2 separate regions of the Mus musculus genome follow, and region 2 is linked to region 1. Evidence: chromatin contacts called from public promoter capture Hi-C data. All regions are on one chromosome and are shown on one strand. Each heading gives the region's core, a stretch centred on a gene start, on an enhancer-like site or on the middle of the called end of the contact. The rest is flanking DNA. Distances are from core to core; before and after follow the strand shown. Region 1 holds the start of Best2 (bestrophin 2). Region 2 overlaps Vps35 (VPS35 retromer complex component).

Region 1 (3,294 bases), core at 464-2,963:
GGCTGGATTTGAATGGAATAATATCTATTTCCTGGGGGGAGGGTGCTCAGAATGGGTGTGTGTGTGGAGGATAGTAACCTGACGCAGATACAACTTGTGATGTCTGTGGGTGAGGTGATGCTCCCAAGGGGCACCTTAGAGGACATCATAAAAAATGTCTCAGGATGTAGGGTCATATGGTCATCTTTCAGGTGTGGATTTGGAAGTGGGAAGCTCTGGAGGTTAGATTCCCCACCCCCCACCACGAGACAGGGTTTCTCTGTGTAACCCTGGCTGTCCTGGAACTCACTCTGTAGACCAGGCTGGCCTCGAACTCAGAAATCCTCCTGCCTCTGCCTCCCAAGTGCTGGGATTAAAGGCGTGCGCCACCACACCCAGCTTTGGAGGTTAGATTTGAGTCTTAGAGGGGTAGGAATGGGGGTCTCCAAGAAGCATGGATGGAAAACAGATTTCTCCCTTACGTAGGAATAAGATTCTCAGGGGGCCCAACCTCACCAAGTACGAAAGAGACGGGGATGAGGCTGGCGTACTGGTCGCAGTATATGACAAGCTTCTCGAAGTAGCGCTTCTGCTCTTCTGCCAGTAAGAAGCTGTGGGGTAGGGAATGCAGTAGCTACAGGTCTCCCCTCCACTCCCAGTCCCTTCCGCAGGGCTCAGATCCCCAGCCCCAACTCCAGGTCTTCTCACCGATAGGCGGCGCTTAGTGCCATGTAGAGTCCCAGGAAACATAACAGCTCTCGCCACAGGAGCTTGTAGATGCTTCCGCGCCACAGCAGCAGCAGCTGCGAGAAGCCACCGAAGCGGGCATTCGCCACTCTGGCTGTGTAGGTGACGGTCATCGCTGCGCCTGGCCAGTGTGGCCAATGGAGAAGGTTTTAGCCTGGGTCCGGGCCTGTGAGCCAAGGGAAGATGCTGGGAGGGGCTGATCCTGGGGCTTTCAGTTGAAGGTGGAGGTGCGGGCGACAGCGCAGCAGGTGATGATATCCAATGTCTCAGCACCCTAGCACCTCGTTGCCCTAGGGCGGTCCTCACTCCCGTCCTGGTACCACCCTACCCCAACCCCCAAACGCCCCCCCCCTTTTCCCGGGTCCTGGCCCTTTCTCGAGTTCCCATCTCCCAGTCTTGCTCTGCCTTCCTTCTCTAGACTGATGGTCCAAGCCCCTTGGACTTTATCTTAGGTCCCTCACTCCTAAACCTTTGGATGAATCTAGTCACTTTTTGACCTTCCTCCCACACACCCTCCTATCCCTTTCACCTGTACAACACTCAATCTTTTTGACTTCCTGAGTCTTCAGTTTCTAATCCTCAGGGTTCAATATCCCCCCTCTTGTTGCCCACTCTCCCAAGTTTGGCTTTCTCTCTGTCCTCTCTTGAGACTACAGTCTGCCCCGGCAGAACTACTATCCCCCTCATATTCAGAACTGCTCTGAATGGCGTCTCTAAAGCTCCGGCTCCCCAGTCTGTCCAGCAGCCTCCCTTCCTCTGACAAGGAACCAGCTTACCCCAATGCCCATTTAATCCCCCAGCTCCGACACCTCCAGGCCTTCTTCAGATTCTCCTTTACCTTTCTTCCTTTTGTGCTGCCCCTCCTAGCCTTCCACTCTGCCCCTCTCTCTCCAGGAGTCCTGCCCAAAGCCTGCCAGTCCAGGGCCATTTATTCTCCCAGACCTGGCCCTTCTCACCTGTGGCCGTACAGGGACACAAGGGACAGAGACTAAAAGGGAGGGTGTCTTCAGTATTGGGTGGGGCTGAAGCCAGACTGTTTGGGAAGGAGCTGGGGAGTGGGCGTGGGCAGCCCCTCCCAAGTCCATCCCCTTTAGTTGAGTTACAGCCTCAGAACTTTGTTTGGAGAAGGTCTGCCAGTTTGTCTCCTGGGCAGGGGGGTGGGGTTGGGTGGGGTAGTGGTAGTGTGTGTGTGTGTGTGTGTGTGTGTGTGTGTGTGTGTGTGTGTGTGTGTGTGGTCTGCCTTGTACTTTTTTGCTCCTCTTTGTATCCCTCCCTCCTAGGGAGAAGGTCCAAGGTATCTGGAACCTAGAGCTGAAAAAGCGGGAAGGAGAAGGTCTCTCTCTCTCTCTCACACACACACACACACACACACACCCCACATCCACAGCCCAGCAAGACTGGGTCACCCTTCAGTTTCCTGTGGTCTCAAGCTGTCACAAAGATGCACATCACATTGTAGACCCAGACACACATTTTGCTTCCCTTACCACAGTGGCAATCTACACTGTCACAGAGACTTTCAAGGTCAGCCAGGAATGCTGGCAGCTAAAGGCAGGAGGACTGTCATGAGTTCCATGCTACCCTGGGTTACAGAATGAGACGGAGTCCCACAAACCCAACAGATGGAGAGGTGGCTCAGTGGTTGAGTGTATATTGCTTCTGTAGAATTTGTCCCCCACACCCAGTCTGGTAGCTCACAACCACCTTTACCTCCAGCTGCAGGGGACCCAAGGGCACCTGTACCCAAGTGCACATATCCCAACCCAGGCAGAGACACATATAGACAGAAATGAAAAAGTACATGTGGTGACTAAGAACTCAAACTGCCTGTACTTTCAGAATTTGGTACCTATACCCCTACTGTTGCTTACAAGTGTCTAAAACCCCAGTTCTAGACTTTTTTTTTTTTTTTTTTTTGAGACAGGGTTTCTCTGTGTAGTAGTCCTGGCTATCCAGGAACTCACTCTGTAGACCAGGCTGGTCATGAACTCAGAGATCTACCTGTCTTTGCCTCTCAAGTGCATCAACACCACCCAGCTTGAAATAAATATTTTTTAAAAAACCCAATAGAGAAAAGAAGTCAAAGACACCTCCAAACTCACACGAGAAATAAATGTGGGAGCACCTCTCTCAAAATAGTGGGATAGTCCTAGGGTCAGAGGAGGAACTTGGGGGTTCCTGACATTTGCTAACGTAGTGAAGGCATATTTGCAAGGACTATAGGTGTAGCTTAACAGCAAAAGACTTGTCAAGCATTTGTAAAGCCCTAGACAACATCCCTAGCATCAACAGGGATCCTTACTACAGTTTCATCAACTAAAACCCCAGTGACACCCACCCATTTGTACATTAATATATGGAGGCAGGCATGGTGGCATATGCCCATAATTCAAGCATTTGGGAGGCTATGTATGCAAAGACATCCTAAGCTACATAGTTAGGCCCTGTCTAAAATTTAAAATAGAGAGACATTTTCTCAGTGCTTTCTCTGTTATGTACTGTTATGTTCTGTATGCAGAAACACCCAGACATATACTTAGGTCTCATACTCAACAATGCCCTAAACAC
Region 2 (3,294 bases), core at 472-2,971, 260 kb after region 1:
TTGTGGATTTCTTTGATATGGTGACATACAAACATAACCAATCAGCCATAAATACTATCGATGTGACACAGAAAATGAGAGCAATCCCCTCCACACACACAGAAGGAAGAGCGAAGAAGGGGGAGCAACTTAAAATATTTCAGTATTCACATACTGTCTTGATCACATAGTGCATAAAAGACTCTCCCTAAGACAAATTAAAGAAATCAGCCTTTTAAATCATCCACTATCAGATGCCAACTTACCTACTTAGGTCACATTTAAATCTTCATTTCATAAAGATTAACTGAGGACTATGATAAAAGAGAAAGCTTTGTCTTGTCTGATCACTAAACTTTAAAGTCCTTCATACATTTTCATCTGACAAATATCTTCCTATCAGATTTTATGTCTCATTAAGTTTATTATGATAAACAACTAAACATTCTAAATGCACTACACTGTTGAAAAAGACACAGAACACAGAACAATTACGTAATATCCAACTAAAGGAAAGCAAGCTTTTCTGCAATTCTCAGGTTTTCAAGAGAAGCTGGAATACCTGACTTGTTCTTCATGAGTGCCAACAATTTAACTATTCATTTATACAAAAATAAAATCCCAGCTGTGCACGGTGGTACACAACTGAATTTGTAGCACTCAGGAAGCTAGGGCAGCAGGATCATAATTTTAAGGCCAACATGGCTACAGTGAGAACTTGCCTCAAAAAAACTAAATAGGTAAATAAATTTTTTTAAGGTCATGAACTTTAATTCAGTAACAAGTTTTTTAACACCTTAAACCAATGCAAAAGCTGCATTAAACCATTTTAAACACTTTTCTGCTCATTAAGCGTGAGGAAAGGTTACAGTAAGAGATAACTCATACCAAATACTGCTGGTCAGGATCATCAGAACGTAGCAGATGAATAAATCGGCCAACAAGGCTCTGTTCATCAGCGAAGTCTTCTGGATCAGGGTCTTCTACAGGTTGGTCTGGCTGATCCTGAATCAATGTGGACACCAAATTCATTATGGAATCTACCTGCAACACAGAAAGTAGAAAATATTAGCCTGACACTATCAACAAAAAAGGCAACAGTTTCTAAGTGGATACATAATGAAACAATATCAGCAAAATAATTCAGTGTTTTTGTAAAAAAGTTAGAATAAACAGTTTCACCCAGCTGTGAACTTTTTAAGCTACAGTAACAACCAGTTTGACAAAATTCGCCCATTGGTACAATAGTGGAATGAATATTTTAGGAATAACCAGGGCTTTCTACTTGGACTTAAGGTTTGTTCCACAGGGTAGAATTCATGCCTGGTACTGGTACTGCAAACCTGGCAAAGAACCCAAGGATTACGAAGAAAAAGGGCTAAGGCAGAGTCTACTACTATTATTTTGCTAAGTGGACATAGTAACAAACTATCTTCTAAATATCCTTCCAGCCACAGATTATTATAGCTTTCTCCCTTATCAATGATGCTTCTTTTTGCAGTGGATAACAGTTAATAGAACTCAAAGGGTAGAAAGTAAATGACTATGGAGTGTTAAGCCCTAAATAGCATGTCTTTAGCATACCCTCCCCAACATGGCTCAGGGAACACTGAAGAGGGGACAGAAATATTATAGCCAGAGGTCAAGGACTACTGCAAAATAGCACCTTTCCACAGTAGCTTTGATTGCCTGCCCAAGATCAAGCTAGTCAACACTCATCCTGGATAGAAAGGAAGTTCCCAAGGAGCCAACCCTAGCTGAAGAGCTATTGGCAAATACTGGCTACTGAAGGCGGGAGAGTCACTTCTATGGGGTACAGTCACTGGTAGGTTGCTTATATTCCCAGCAGGTGACCCTCTTCTACTCATTCACATACAGGAAGTAATAATTGAGCTGAATTTAAAAAAAAAAAAAAAAAAAGGAGGACATAAAATTGGGAGAAGTAGGGAGGTTGTTCCAAAGGCATTGAAAAGTTGATAGGTCAATGTATTCATTTATGGACAAAAATCTGAAAAGAGGTATGCCAAATGTTAATCAACTGTGGTGAAATCAGAGGTATTTAATAATTCTTTGTACATCTCCAATTTTTTAACTTCTATATAACAAATAAGCTATTCATATTTTTATTATTATGTTACCTCCTTCATTTATAACCAGTGTCTACAGCTCAATATCTAAAATCTTAGTCAACCATATTTTTCTAATTCCCTAGAAGAGCATATCTGTGTTCTCTTACCTGGTCCTGAGAGACGATTTCTGTGTTATAATCCAGAACATTACTAAGCACATAACAGCTCATGCTCTTTCTGGACTCGTAGTCAAAGTACTCAAAAAGTGGGTGGAAATGCTTTAACTTTAATACTGTTAAGATATTGTTGTAAGTATCAACAGGTATCTTCAAAAGTCTGGTAAGCTCCTTTGAAACTGCACTACTGGTAGCAATACTACAAAGAGAAAAACAGCAACCCTTTCATGAATAAAATTAATCTTTATAACAGAGCACTTGATTCACATTTTAAAAAAAAAAATCTTTATTTACCATCTATGGCAGGCAGAGGAGTTGGCCCCAGAGTCATGAGAATCAGAGAACTGGCCATGTCCCTTATTAGCTGTAACACTCAGGAGAGCAGGCTCTGCACCTCACCTGGGCAGCAGGGTAGAGCTGACCCTGTTTCCAGGGGTTGCTGGTGAGCCAGCCCCAAGGTGGAGAGAGCAGGAGAGCCCTCAGGAAGACCAGCTCAGATACCTCTCAGGCCCAGATCCAGGGCTCTGAATTGGCCCACTCCAACATCTATCGCATTGATGGAACTACTGGAGGGCACGAAGGGGCCCAATCCCATAGATCCAAAATTACAAGATCTCCATGACACAGGGCAACAACAGGATATCTGAGAGGAGTCCCACTGAGGCAGCAGAAGTCAGAGGCATTGTATCAGACCAATGAGTCTTTGCAATGAACATTTGTAAAGAAATGGGAACAAAAGGATGCATGAGCTCTGTATACACTGTTATACACTATAGCTTCCATGAGGATTTTTTCCTCCATTGGGGAGAGGATGCAAGGGTAGAAGAGACGGAAGGAGGAGATGAGAAGGATTGGGGTACATGGTGTGAAATTCACAAAGAACCAATAAGATGTTTTTAAAAATTCATTTACACATTTAAAGAAATAGGTCAAGCAAACTGAGAAAATCATATAATTAATCTCTTCTATTTCAAAATGATCTCCTCTCCAGACAAATATAGCCAGGCCTGGCTCACTCTTGGAGGGATAAAGGGTAACACAGACATCGTTTAGTTTTCTCTCTTATGTTA

What was found. Promoter capture Hi-C pulls out the DNA fragments that hold promoters and counts their contacts.
Region 2: a contact with region 1 is called in a promoter capture Hi-C map of liver, with 2.6 times the contacts expected there. The contact joins the enhancer-like site here to the promoter of Best2 in region 1. A contact is called at or near these places in 8 of 39 promoter capture datasets (the 3T3-L1 cell line, 3T3-L1-derived adipocytes, the C10 cell line and 6 more), 1 of 15 datasets of contacts at CTCF or cohesin (the NIH/3T3 cell line), 3 of 115 datasets of contacts at active chromatin or transcription factors (bone marrow-derived macrophages, embryonic stem cells and stem cell-derived neural progenitor cells) and 2 of 9 other capture datasets (macrophages and pancreatic islet).

Annotation. Positions count from the first base shown.
Region 1 is chr8:85,012,695-85,015,988 of GRCm38.p6, forward strand. Best2 (bestrophin 2) reads right to left here and starts at 1,714. Exons shown (of 10, transcript NM_001130194.1): 1 at 1,683-1,714; 2 at 688-892; 3 at 496-590. The coding sequence starts at 839.
Region 2 is chr8:85,272,605-85,275,898 of GRCm38.p6, forward strand. It overlaps Vps35 (VPS35 retromer complex component), which reads right to left. Exons shown (of 17, transcript NM_022997.5): 11 at 2,216-2,423; 12 at 868-1,023. Among named protein-coding and RNA genes, the nearest start is that of Vps35, 25 kb to the right of the region's middle. Within about 2 kb of position 1,722, at least 2 of the 459 cell types and tissues checked have an H3K27ac peak or open chromatin away from gene starts, as enhancers often do.